Regions from separate parts of the Mus musculus genome. Here all the other regions are linked to region 2. The links are chromatin contacts, called in public promoter capture Hi-C maps. All regions are on one chromosome and are shown on one strand. Each heading gives the region's core, a stretch centred on a gene start, on an enhancer-like site or on the middle of the called end of the contact. The rest is flanking DNA. Distances are from core to core; before and after follow the strand shown. Region 1 overlaps Atp6v0a1 (ATPase, H+ transporting, lysosomal V0 subunit A1). Region 2 holds the start of Zfp385c (zinc finger protein 385C). Region 3 holds the start of Jup (junction plakoglobin). Region 4 holds the start of Plekhh3 (pleckstrin homology domain containing, family H (with MyTH4 domain) member 3).

Region 1 (2,700 bases), core at 95-2,594, 340 kb before region 2:
AGCTACATAGTGAGAAATGACTTCAACAATTGAAAACAGTAATAAATAAAGCAAACAGAGTGGATATCTGCAGGCAAATAAATAAATAAAAAATAAAAAGTGAGCTTTAATGAATTCTTAGAAAGTACATCGTTATGGTGGAAAAAAAATGTAAGCCAGGCAGTGGTATACCCAGGAGGCTGAGGGGGAAGGAGCCCTTGAATTTGAGAGTTCGAGACCAGAGAAAGCAGACCACACTCTCTGCCCTGCTCCCCACCTACTCTTCCTTCCTGAAGGCCTGGGGTTCAGCTAAGATGCTCATGAAGCCACTGACCACACACCAGCTCTTTCTCTACCCACCCAGCAACACTGCAGGGCTCTGGGGACTCCTCTCTTCAGGGTCACCTCTGAGGTCCCCCGAGGTGCCTCCACACTTGCTAACACTCCGATCTCTTTAGTTTAGCCCTACTGTCTGCTTGATATTTTCTCACAGATTTCTATTCAGGGCCTTGGTGTGACTGCAGCTCAACCGGCTATCCTTCCCTTAAGAAGGTCCTCCTGCTGGGCTCTGACTCCTATGAACTTTAATTGCCTGGGACACACAACTTTGGTGCCTAAGAACCATTTTTAATCTTGTTACTGTACTTTAAAATAGATGTATGTATGTATGTATGTATGTATGTATGTATGTATGGATAGATAGATAGATAGATAGATAGATAGATAGATAGATAGATAGATAATGTATTCATTTTTCCCTTGAGAATGTCTCACAAATCCATCAGGTTTTGTCAAGTCCTGCCCACATCCCTCATCAATGACAACTCTATGTTCACAGTAGCCTTGTGACTGGCCACCAACCCTCAGGATTTCTTGGCTCTTCATGGTCTGCTGGTCATGCTTTTGAATCTGCTTTGATCACAGCTACATAACTCACAGCCGCTCTAACCTCCCAGAGTGAGTTATAAATCTTGTGACCTTTGAAAAGTCACTCATAACTGCATTCAATCTACTGGACGCACTTTTAGCTGCTGCTCTTCCAGATAAACCATTAGAAACCCTGCTCTCGCCTAACATGGTGCACGAACTACAGCACTGTATTTCAGGCTGCTATCTGCAGCGATTTCCCTCTTGTTTGGGGAGGTTTTGTTTGTTAAGACAAGGTCTCGTGTAGCCCAGACTGGTCCCAAACTTACTAGATAGCCAAGGAGGACCTGACCTCCTGATCCCCCTTGCTGTTATTTCCCAAGTACTGGAATTACAAGGATATGCCACCATCCTGGCTTATGCAGCACTGGAGACTAAACTAGGGCTTCAGCTAGCAAGGACTGGCAGTGTTCAGGAGGCAGAGGTGGGTGGAGCTCTGAGTTCAAGGCCAGCTTTGTCTACAGGATGAGTGCCAAGACAGCAGAGGCTACACTGGGAAACCCTGTCTTGAAGAGCAAAACATACAAACAAAAATACCAGGGCTTTGTACTTGTAAGACACACAATCTCCCAGCTCAGCTGCCTCCCCTGCCCTGTCCATACGGTTTCCTGAGTATGTCCCCACTGTGCCATCCGGCTCGTGATCACACGTCACCCTTTCGATGTTTACTCATTTGTTTTCAGCTCTGGGGACCAAGCCCAGGGCCTCACACATGCCAACCCAATGCTCTGCTGTTGAGCTACACCCCTTGTTATATCAAACTCCACCTTTTCCTGATGCCTTTTCTAGTCACGTAAGTTAGAAACAAGTCCACCCTCCCTCTACAACCTGTGGGTCAAGACTTCTTTTGGGCTTTGAACCACCCTTTTCCAGGGGTCTTATATCAGATATCCTGCATATTGGATATTTATATTACCACTCAATACAGTAGCAAAATTACAGTTATGAAGTAGCAATGAAAATAGTTTTATGATTGAGGATCATGACAACGTGAGAAACTGTATTAAAGGGCTGCAGCCGTAGGAAGGGCAAGAACCTTGCCCTACACACATATATATGTGCATATATACATACATGTGCATGTACACACCCTCCCTGGCTTACTGAGGTCAGTGTCTTAGAAAGCAGGCTGCTGTAACTACCAAGAAGGAGCAGTCAACAGAGAGAGCGAGCCAGGAAGCTAATGTTCCAGGACGGTCTGTCCTGAGGAATCACAGCCATGACCAAATCCCTTCACAGCATTGAGCTGCAGTTTCCGCTCTGGAAAAGACCAGTCCTGCATACTCTCAGGGTAGAAGACGACATTAAAGGACTCTCAAGGCGAAACTGTCATAAAAATGAAATTGAGAGGTAGGAGGCTCGCTGGGTTCTCTGCTAGCTGGAGACTCACCGTGCCTCTTCGTAGTGCAAACTGGATGGAGTCCAGGTCAGTGACAGGGCACCAGACTTCTGCGATCAGGCACTTCTGGGTCACGTCTATATTGCACAGGTTCAGGGTATGGTAGATAGCCTTCATCTTCCGCACCTTGATGAACCAGACGCGGATGTTCTTAGCAGCTGCCTGCAGAACCCTCTGGCGGTGGTCCTCCGTCTGATTCAGAACCTTGTGCGGGAGGGAGGAGAAGGGGAGGGGATCTTCCAACACAAGTCTTCCATCGTAATGCAAACTGGCATTGCTTTCTAGAAAGGATCGCCAGGAAACAACCTTATCCTTCCCCTAGCAAGGGGTATTATTTGGGGTTCTGTAGGTTTAGGATGGTGGGGGGGGGTCAAACTGCAAGAAATGTGAGTTCT
Region 2 (2,700 bases), core at 66-2,565:
CCCAGCAGGCACAAGCCACCTTTGGGGGGGGGGAGGGATGGAAGGGTTAGGGCAGATTCCACAGAAGGATGACAGTTCTTCCTGTTATCCAACCTGTATCTCTTCTGCTTCATTCTTGCCCTGCCTCAAAGTGCATAGAAAAGAATTGATTCTCTCTTCTCCCAGTCTTTTCTGGCTAAAGCTAAAAATTCACAGCCACTCTTTTGGGCAGCCATCTTAACTAGGGTAACTCTTTCTCAGAGTGTCCTTGGTCCCTTCAGGAGTCATCCCCCCCCAACCACCAGCCAGGAACGTGCCTTTTACAGGTCAATAAAATTAGCGACTGATGGAGGAGGGGGCGGGGGCAGAGTGCTAAGCTCAGTGGCCTTGAATGTGGCTGGACTCACGGAGTCTGGACGCCTGTCATTCCAGTGCTAAACAGTGACAGCTGAGGGACCTGCCAGGGGGGTTTGGGGTTTGGAGGAGGGCCCTGTGTTGCCAGGAGAGAGGAAAAAGATGGATGCCTAATGTCTCTCTAATCACTGGGTCTTTATATTGCTGACCTTTAGGCAGGAGTTAGGGAGGGGGTGGGGTAAGGGTGTCTCCACCCATCTTCAATTTTGTGAGACCCTCAGACTGAGGGGAGGGAGACTCAGGCAAATCTGTTCTTGTTGCTGCTTTGGGCTGGGGGGTGGGGGGTCTTCTGGCGGAGCCAGGCTTGTGAACATCTGGACCAGGCTGTCAGATAGAATTGTATAAGGTCAGGAGGACTCAGGTTTTCTAACCCTCCGAGAGTCAAGTGTAGGTTCGTTGCCAGTGCTCCTGGCACTTAGGAAGCTGAAGAAAAACTGGTGCTAGTTGAATTCAAATGTGGCCTGAGTGCAGCCTTCCTAGCCTTGGGAAAAACAAATGAGGAGGAAGAGGCAGTGGGGGAGGAGAAACATGACAATGATGATGACAAAAGGAAGGAAGGAAGGGAGAAAGAAAGAAAAAGAAGGGAGGAAAGAGAGAGCCCACACATACGTGAGCAAGCATGATTGGTGGTACATGCATGTATGTAATCCTAGCATTTAGAGGGTGGAGGCTAGAGGACCAAGAGCTCAAGGTAGTCCTGGGCTACATAAGACCCTATTTCAAATGAGACGGGGAGAGAAGGGAAAGGAAGAGATAAAAGAAAAGAAACCGGAACTCCCAGTGGCCCTGTTTCTCTGCTCTATACTCAACAACCTCAAAATGCTTACCGACTCCTCACCTTCAGGACTGGGGTGGGACTGGAGACCCCGCCCCTCCCAGCTCGTCCCCGCCCCCAGCCCGCCAGCCCCGGCCCGCGAGCCCAGAGCTTTTGCGCTGCAAACCAGGCGAGAGCAGGTGGCCACCGCCGGCTGCATCTCTTTCCTGCAGGTAAGACACTCTGAGGATCTCGAGGTCAGCTCGGAAAGACAAGGCAGAGCCTTCTGTCTCCTGCCCGTCTCAAACCTAGGGGACACCCAGAGACAACTAGGCTCGGTAGGCGGGTGCGATAAAACTCTAAGGAAGTTGGAGGGAGCCGCTGGCTCTACGGGATAATGCCAGAGTCCAAGGGCTGCGGAAAGCAGCAACGGGCAGCAGACACTACAATGTTCCGAAGGGCAGCAGGTGAACTTCGTCACCCCAAGTACCCTTTGTGTGTCCCAGGGCAATATATTCGCAGTTCGGAGTAATGGAGTGAACCGAAGGGTTTCTGTTCTGGGAGCAAGTGAGTGACAGCTGTTGCCTATCAGCGTGGGACTTGGGTTTTCTGGTGTCCCTGGGTCATCTGCATCATTTGCACTTGGCTATAGATGGCGAGAGGAGGTGGGGAATGAGGAAATGCCAGAATCCAGAGGGCCCAGGATCAGCAGGTCCATCCTGCCTAGTGTCTTAGAGTCAGACCCTGAGAATGAAGGCAGGCCTGGGATGACTGTGCCCTCTTATGTGGGATTTGGGCTTTAGGATGAGACTCTGCCTCCCAGAACTCCAGGGAGGGTTTTCTGGGAGACCTGATCTGAGATAACTCAGCTGTGATGCCAAGATTCCTGAGTCAGAAAAGAGAGGCAATTTGGGACCTTGTGAGCCACTTAAGTAAAGACCCCCGGGGTGTGGAACAGAGGGAGGGAGGGTGCTACCTAGTCCCAGTCAAGACTCCAGGAACCTTCCAGAGATCATCCCCAACCTTTGGACAGACTGAAGAGACGATTAGGGCAGGGGATTTTTTTCATGTTTTTCATGACTGTCTAGATCCAGCATTCCACGATCTCCTCCCACACACACCATCATTGTCAGGAAATTCTTCCTCGTGTATTATGTTCAAGTGTGTGTGTGTGTGTGTGTGTGTGTGTGTGTGTGTGTGTTATGTTCAAGTGTGTGTGTGTGTGTGTGTGTGAGAGAGAGAGAGAGAGAGAGAGAGAGAGAGAGAGATCTACATGCCATGGCATGTGGGTGGAGGTTGGAGGACAACTTGCTAGAGACAACTCTCGAGGTCCACCATGTATATGGATACTGGGGAATTGAACTCAGATCCTCAGGCCTGGCAGCAAGCGTCTTTATCGAAGCCATCTCATTGGCCCTTGCTCATTTCCTACCATCCTTTCTGCTTCTGGGATAGCTTCTTGCTGGGAGGCAGTGAGCTGTAGGGCAAGAGACCTTGGGGTGGGTTAGCACTGAGTCCTCGACCTCTGTCCTTGCTTCCTTACTTGAAAATGG
Region 3 (2,700 bases), core at 80-2,579, 290 kb after region 2:
GCCCAGGCGTGGTGGCGCACGCCTTTAATCCCAGCACTCGGGAGGCAGAGGCAGGTGGATTTCTGGGTTCGAGGCCAGCCTGGTCTACAAAGTGAGTTCCAGGATAGCCAGGGCTATACAGAGAAACTCTGTCTGGAAAAACAAAAACAAAAACAAAAACAAAAAAAAAAAAAAAAGAAAGAAGGTGTCGGAGTTTAGAGTGTACCATATTTCCTAGTCTTGTGATCTCTTTGGAGCGTAGTTTTAAAATCGCATTACATTTTATTTACTTTTATGTGTGTGGCACTTGTGCCAAGGCGGGAGATCAGAGGACAGAGGACAACCTGTGAGACTTGGCTGTTGTCTCCCTCCATGAGGTATCAGACTCGGGTGGTCACATCTGCACAACTGAGGCACCACACAAGCCCATTAAAAATATTCTTTTAACATGGATCATTTCGATCCCACTTTGAAGACCAGGCTGGCCTCTTAACTCACAGAGATCTGCCTGCCTCTGCCTCCTCGAGTGCCACCACTGCCTGGCTGCTCCAGCACTTTTTAAGAACTGTCTCGAACTGAGACAGTTTAAATACTGACATTCCTCAGCTGTTTAAGTGCTACTACAAAGCTTATTTCATTTAATCTCTCCAACCTAAGATAGATAAAGCTAATGAACCCACTTTACAGAAGAGATACAGGGTGAAAGGTACACTAACTAGCCTAAGGTCATACAAAGATTAAGGGGAGAACCCAAACCCAGGCCTGCTAATTCTAAACAGAAGGGATCAGGGAACACTCCATCTTTTGTAGGGGGGAGAAAATCCCAACCCAGCACAAAGCCTATGAAATGCTTTACAAACATCTTATTACTACGTTGAGGCAAGAATGAATAAGCCTGACGCTGAGTTGGCTGGCTAGTGAAGGCGTCAGTCCTTTCCCATGCCTCCCCCTGACTCACCTGTTGGACAGGTAGGGGGGGAAGGGGAGAATAATGAGTCTTACCTGCTCAGGGCTAGGGTGGGGCAAGTCACGCCCCACCTGATCCATTGGCTTTTTCCTTAGTCTTACTGACAGCCCTCTGTCCAATCATAAAGAAGAAACTTTCTATTTGCCAATAGATGCAGAGTGAGGATGAGACCTCAAGTTGGCGTCCACCCCAGAGTCGAGTGGCAGTCCCTGGGGCCAATGGTGAGCGCATAAACAGAGGCGGCCGTGGTAGAGGTCCCGGCGCGAGGCTCCGCCCCTCGATGGGATAGTCAGGCTGGGCAGCCAGTGAGATAGCCTCAGAGGGTGGGAGTCTCCCTAGGGGGCGGAGCTTCGAGGGGGCGAGAGGTGTGGCTTGGCTGTCAGGTCCCTTTGCCTTTTGTTCGGTTACTGAGTTGCTGCCTTGGCCAGAGTCCGGAGCAGCCGCCGCCCGAGTGCGCCGAGCTCAGTTCGCTGCCCGCGCCGGCTCCCTCCCGGCCAGACCCGACCCCGATTCGGCTCAGCCCGGCTCCACGCTCAGGTACACCCGATCGGGGTACGAATCACTGTGGGAGAGTAGGGACAGCAAGCGGCCGGGAGGCTGGTTCCAGCGGTTTCAGGGCAGGTGAGGGCGGGTGTCAGGGAGCGCATCCTACACCAGCGACAGGGGGCGCGCTGGGGTCCGGGGCGCGGGACCCTTGGGACAAGCAATCTGGGTTGGAGCGCCCCTCCAGGCTCGGTGAACCGCAGGTCTGAGAAGGGTGGGGAGGAACTAGGGCAGGTGCCTCGGAGTTCGCGCCTCCCCCAGGGCCCCAGAGCTCGCCTAACACGGCGTCCCTGACTCTCCCCTGGAGCTGACCGAGCAGACTTTGACCCGCTCCGCCTGGTCCCGGAGCTCACGGTGACAGGAATTTACCGTTTGGGAAACTTGCTGCCTAGTCTCTTTGGGGCCACCCTCACCGCACCCCACGCGTCATCCTCGCTTTCTCTCCCTCCCTCCCTACTCCCCCAGGCCTGGGTGGGGCCCTATTGTCTGCGCCCAGCTTTCCAAACTGTGGGGGCCGAGTGCACATTTTCCCAGGGACGCAATTCCCACCTGCTGAGCAGAGCAGGTGAGCGCTTGGAAGACGGAGGCCCTGCCCTGCAGCTCCGAGCTGGACCTGTGGCGCCTCCCTCCGCTCTAGTGTACGCCGGTCAATGCCTTCTCCTACGGAGGTGGGATAGGGTGACTGGGGAACTGGTGAAGGGTCTGGGCTGAGTGCCCTACCGATGTCTGACACTGGTGGCTTGGCCTGGAGTCTGGGCCGGTAGAGAAAATTTAAGAAGCACTCGCCCAGTTTTTAGTAGCTGTGGTTTCCAGAGTGTTGATAGGGAAACAGCAATATCTTTTGATTTCTGCAACCCATTCTTGTTGAGAAATCACTCCAAACAAACTTTCCAGGAGAAAGTAACCATGGGAGCCTTTTCTAGGATTTTTCTAGTCTCCTTGTTGAGAGCTGATTCTAGGCTTGGTGGTACTTCTTGGAGGAAAACCCCTTCCCCCAGTCAGCTCCAAGCTGAACGTAGCCAGTGTGTGCGCTTTGACCCTGTTCTCCCTGCCCCCAACTCCATCCTGTTTGCCAGGCCCCTAAGGCCTGAGGTAGGGACCAATGGGGGTGGGGTGGGGGCGTTGCTGAAAGGGGAAGTGTCTTCTTCCTTCCCCCTCCTCCGGAGACCATCACACCCCCTTATATGAGGCCTGCTAAGTATCTGTCCTCC
Region 4 (2,700 bases), core at 41-2,540, 480 kb before region 2:
CCAGCAGGCAAGTGTCTAGGATCTTGAAGAGGAAGGGAGGTTATAGTTGTGGTCTGGCCCTCAGAAATCTCAGCATACACCACTTCAATCTGGAAGTACCATAAGGATGGCTTCTAGAGATGGTGCATTGATTTCTGGTCCTTGCTTTGCACAACTGCCAGGATTGTGCTCCAATGAGACAGTTCTTCCCAGTTTAGAATTCGGTCAGCAAAGTCAGACCACCGCTCCAGCCTGGAGTCTAGGGGCAAAAAGGGCGTGGCGTCCCTAGGGAGGCGTTGGCCTGAAGTCTGCACTTCGTCCAGCCTAGCCTAGCCCAGCCCGGCTAGTCGTGTGTCCTAGAGCCTCTGGCGGTGTAAAAGACTTAAAAATTTGGCCTCTTGGAGTCAGAAACGAGGAGAAGCTCGAAAACTGCGCAGATCCTCCAAGAGGCGCACACTACCCACCGGAGCGGACCTGGAACCCTCCGCCCGTAACCGCGGGAATCGCCGCTGAGTCAGCAACGCGCTCGAGTATGTGCGCGCTCCCACTGTCTAAGCTGTAGCGCGAACCCCGCCCTGTATTCTTTAGCGCCCTTGTTAACCCCTTCTTGTTCAGAAATGCAGCATAGTCGCCCTGAGAGGCCTCTGATCTATTGATTTTCTTAAACCACAGAATCCCCGAGCATGCCAAACCACTCTCCCCATTCCAGTTCAATGCCCTGTAAATTCACTTTTATTTCAGATCTTTGTCTGAGGCTTCCAGGAGTTCCTTTCTCAGCTTTTTCATCTCAAAAGTGGAGGTGGCTAAGATCTAAATCTGGACCCTTTTAACTCCAAGGATGGAGCTGCCTTTGCAGCTAGCTAACTCTCTCACACGCAGGTGTGGAATGCCTTGAAGGTAGTAAGGCTCTTTGTAGGGATTCCAAGATGTGACAGGTAATCACAGGTCAATAGCCTAGCTTCCTTCCAGCTTTATGCCCTTCCTTTTCCAGACCTTCGAAAAGGGTTTTTTAATTTGCTGCTTGGTGAGCCAAGAGTTAAAACAAGAGCACGAAGGCGGTCCTACGTGACGCCACAGACACCCCGTGTCCGACCTCAGAAGCTCCCTCCCCAGTCCCCCCCCCCCCCGCCCCTCCCTACTGTCACTCAGCCAGAGACACATGATGCAACCCGCCGCGGTTTCAAGCTTGGGATTGGTCTCCCTGACCGGCGCCAGGAACAATGATTGGGCAGAGGAGGCTGTGACGCAACGTAGACCCTACCCTGTGAAGAAGGGAGGAGAAAAAGAACAGGGAAGGCGGAGGGAAGGAGGGGGGGCAGAGAGGGAGGCGGGGTCTGGGAACTCTGCCCGCGCCCCCAACGCGCCAGTCCCGGGGCTGCAGGGAGCGCAGCGCGCGCCGCCCGGGCCCCGGCCACCGGACGCCCTACCGGACACCACCCTCCTTGGAGCTTGGACAACCGCCCACCACGATTGCTGCACCAGACACTGCTCCTACAGAGCTGGACACTACAACGAACACTACTTCCCAGCTCCGGACATTGCTCCCGGCTCCCTTCCCCCGGCCCTGGACGCTATCTCCCCCCTCCTCTGCCCGGGCCCAGACAGCGAGCCCCCAGCGGGCTCTGGTGATAGTCCTTTTGCACCTCAGCGCTGGACACTGCCTCCTTCCGGCCCCCTTCTTTCCTCTCGTCACACCTCTTCTCTACCCAGTTCGGGTCGGAGTACCTCCAGTTTCTCAGATTCCCTGCTGCTCAGGCAACACTGCCTGCGCCCCCATTCCCAGGCTGCTCGCCCGGATGCCTCTCCCCGGGGGATTGTGGTGGCTTCTCTGCTGCCGTCGAGGCTTCACTCTTCTGCACCGGGACTACGGGGACGGCGAGCTTAGCGGGGACGGGGACGAAGACGAGGACGACGAGACCTTTGAGCTAAGGACCCCGAGTCCAGCGGGCGGCGGGAGGGTAAGTCTACAGGGATTTAGAACCGAGTTCAATCTTTCTCACTACAACCGGCCGTCACGCCTGAGCCTGCTCCATACTTGGGCCAAACGCAGTCCTCTTGGCCAACTGCAAATGTGGGGGAGATTCTTGTCTGAGGGCCAGAGCCCCGGGAGCTCCAGGGGCAAGTAGCCCTACTAGGGATGCGCCTGTGGGCTTCGCGCTGCACACAAGGCGCTGTCCACCTGCTGGGGGCCCTGAGGCAGAGGAGGCGTCACGCGTGGCCCAACCTGGCCCTGCCTCTCCCTTCCCTGCCGGGCCCGCGTCCCATCCCGTCTCCTTCCGCCTCCGCCAGAGCCAAGGAATGTGGCGAGGCCGGCTGGGCGGCTGGAACGCCTGGGTTCGCTCTGCTCTCAGTTCAAGAGCACTGGGGCCAGATGCGGGAGCTCCCACCGCAGTATCCTGGGCGAGGGCAAAAAGACATCCTAGAATTGGGGTCTGCATCAGGGACCCCACAAAGAAAAGGCTCGGGACGATGGCCCTTTGAGGACTTCTCATTATTCCGCCACTTAAGACAGAACTCTCTGCCTTCTCTGGTGAGGTTCCTGGGAAACCAGAGGGAATGGGTGAGGGTGACTTGGTGGCTGAAAATTTTTTTTAATCAAATCTCCTTTGGGAGAGAGACACTCAGGCACAGTTGGTGTGTAAGACCTCCATCTTTCGAGGAGACCTCTCTCACGTCCTTACCCACCAGAGGCAACCAGGCTTCTGTGTGCTGTGGCCTGGG

Evidence for each region. Promoter capture Hi-C pulls out the DNA fragments that hold promoters and counts their contacts.
Region 1: a contact with region 2 is called in a promoter capture Hi-C map of liver. The contact joins the enhancer-like site here to the promoter of Zfp385c in region 2. A contact is called at or near these places in 13 of 39 promoter capture datasets (the 3T3-L1 cell line, the C10 cell line, the HPC-7 cell line and 8 more) and 1 of 9 other capture datasets (liver).
Region 3: a contact with region 2 is called in a promoter capture Hi-C map of liver. The contact joins the promoter of Jup here to the promoter of Zfp385c in region 2. A contact is called at or near these places in 21 of 39 promoter capture datasets (the 3T3-L1 cell line, 3T3-L1-derived adipocytes, the C10 cell line and 13 more), 2 of 15 datasets of contacts at CTCF or cohesin (large pre-B cells and pro-B cells), 5 of 115 datasets of contacts at active chromatin or transcription factors (embryonic stem cells, large pre-B cells and stem cell-derived neural progenitor cells) and 1 of 9 other capture datasets (adipose tissue).
Region 4: a contact with region 2 is called in a promoter capture Hi-C map of the SN4741 cell line, with 2.6 times the contacts expected there. The contact joins the promoter of Plekhh3 here to the promoter of Zfp385c in region 2. A contact is called at or near these places in 4 of 39 promoter capture datasets (the 3T3-L1 cell line, the SN4741 cell line, cranial neural crest and 1 more), 1 of 115 datasets of contacts at active chromatin or transcription factors (embryonic stem cells) and 1 of 9 other capture datasets (liver).

What each region holds. Positions count from the first base shown.
Region 1 is chr11:101,033,710-101,036,409 of GRCm38.p6, reverse strand. Atp6v0a1 (ATPase, H+ transporting, lysosomal V0 subunit A1) reads right to left here. Exons shown (of 22, transcript NM_016920.4): 10 at 2,297-2,509. Among named protein-coding and RNA genes, the nearest start is that of Mir6928, 4.7 kb to the right of the region's middle. Within about 2 kb of position 1,344, at least 16 of the 459 cell types and tissues checked have an H3K27ac peak or open chromatin away from gene starts, as enhancers often do. A contact at or near this core is called in liver, where this site is marked.
Region 2 is chr11:100,691,081-100,693,780 of GRCm38.p6, reverse strand. Zfp385c (zinc finger protein 385C) reads left to right here and starts at 1,315. Exons shown (of 9, transcript NM_001373887.1): 1 at 1,315-1,380. All of the region lies in intron 4 of Gm38483 (a long non-coding RNA gene), which reads right to left.
Region 3 is chr11:100,396,419-100,399,118 of GRCm38.p6, reverse strand. Jup (junction plakoglobin) reads left to right here and starts at 1,329. Exons shown (of 14, transcript NM_010593.2): 1 at 1,329-1,483. It overlaps Gm12348 (predicted gene 12348), which reads right to left and starts at 1,003. Exons shown (of 4, transcript NR_132425.1): 1 at 982-1,003.
Region 4 is chr11:101,169,962-101,172,661 of GRCm38.p6, reverse strand. It overlaps Plekhh3 (pleckstrin homology domain containing, family H (with MyTH4 domain) member 3), which reads left to right and starts at 1,290. Exons shown (of 13, transcript NM_001346769.1): 1 at 1,290-1,937. The coding sequence starts at 1,776.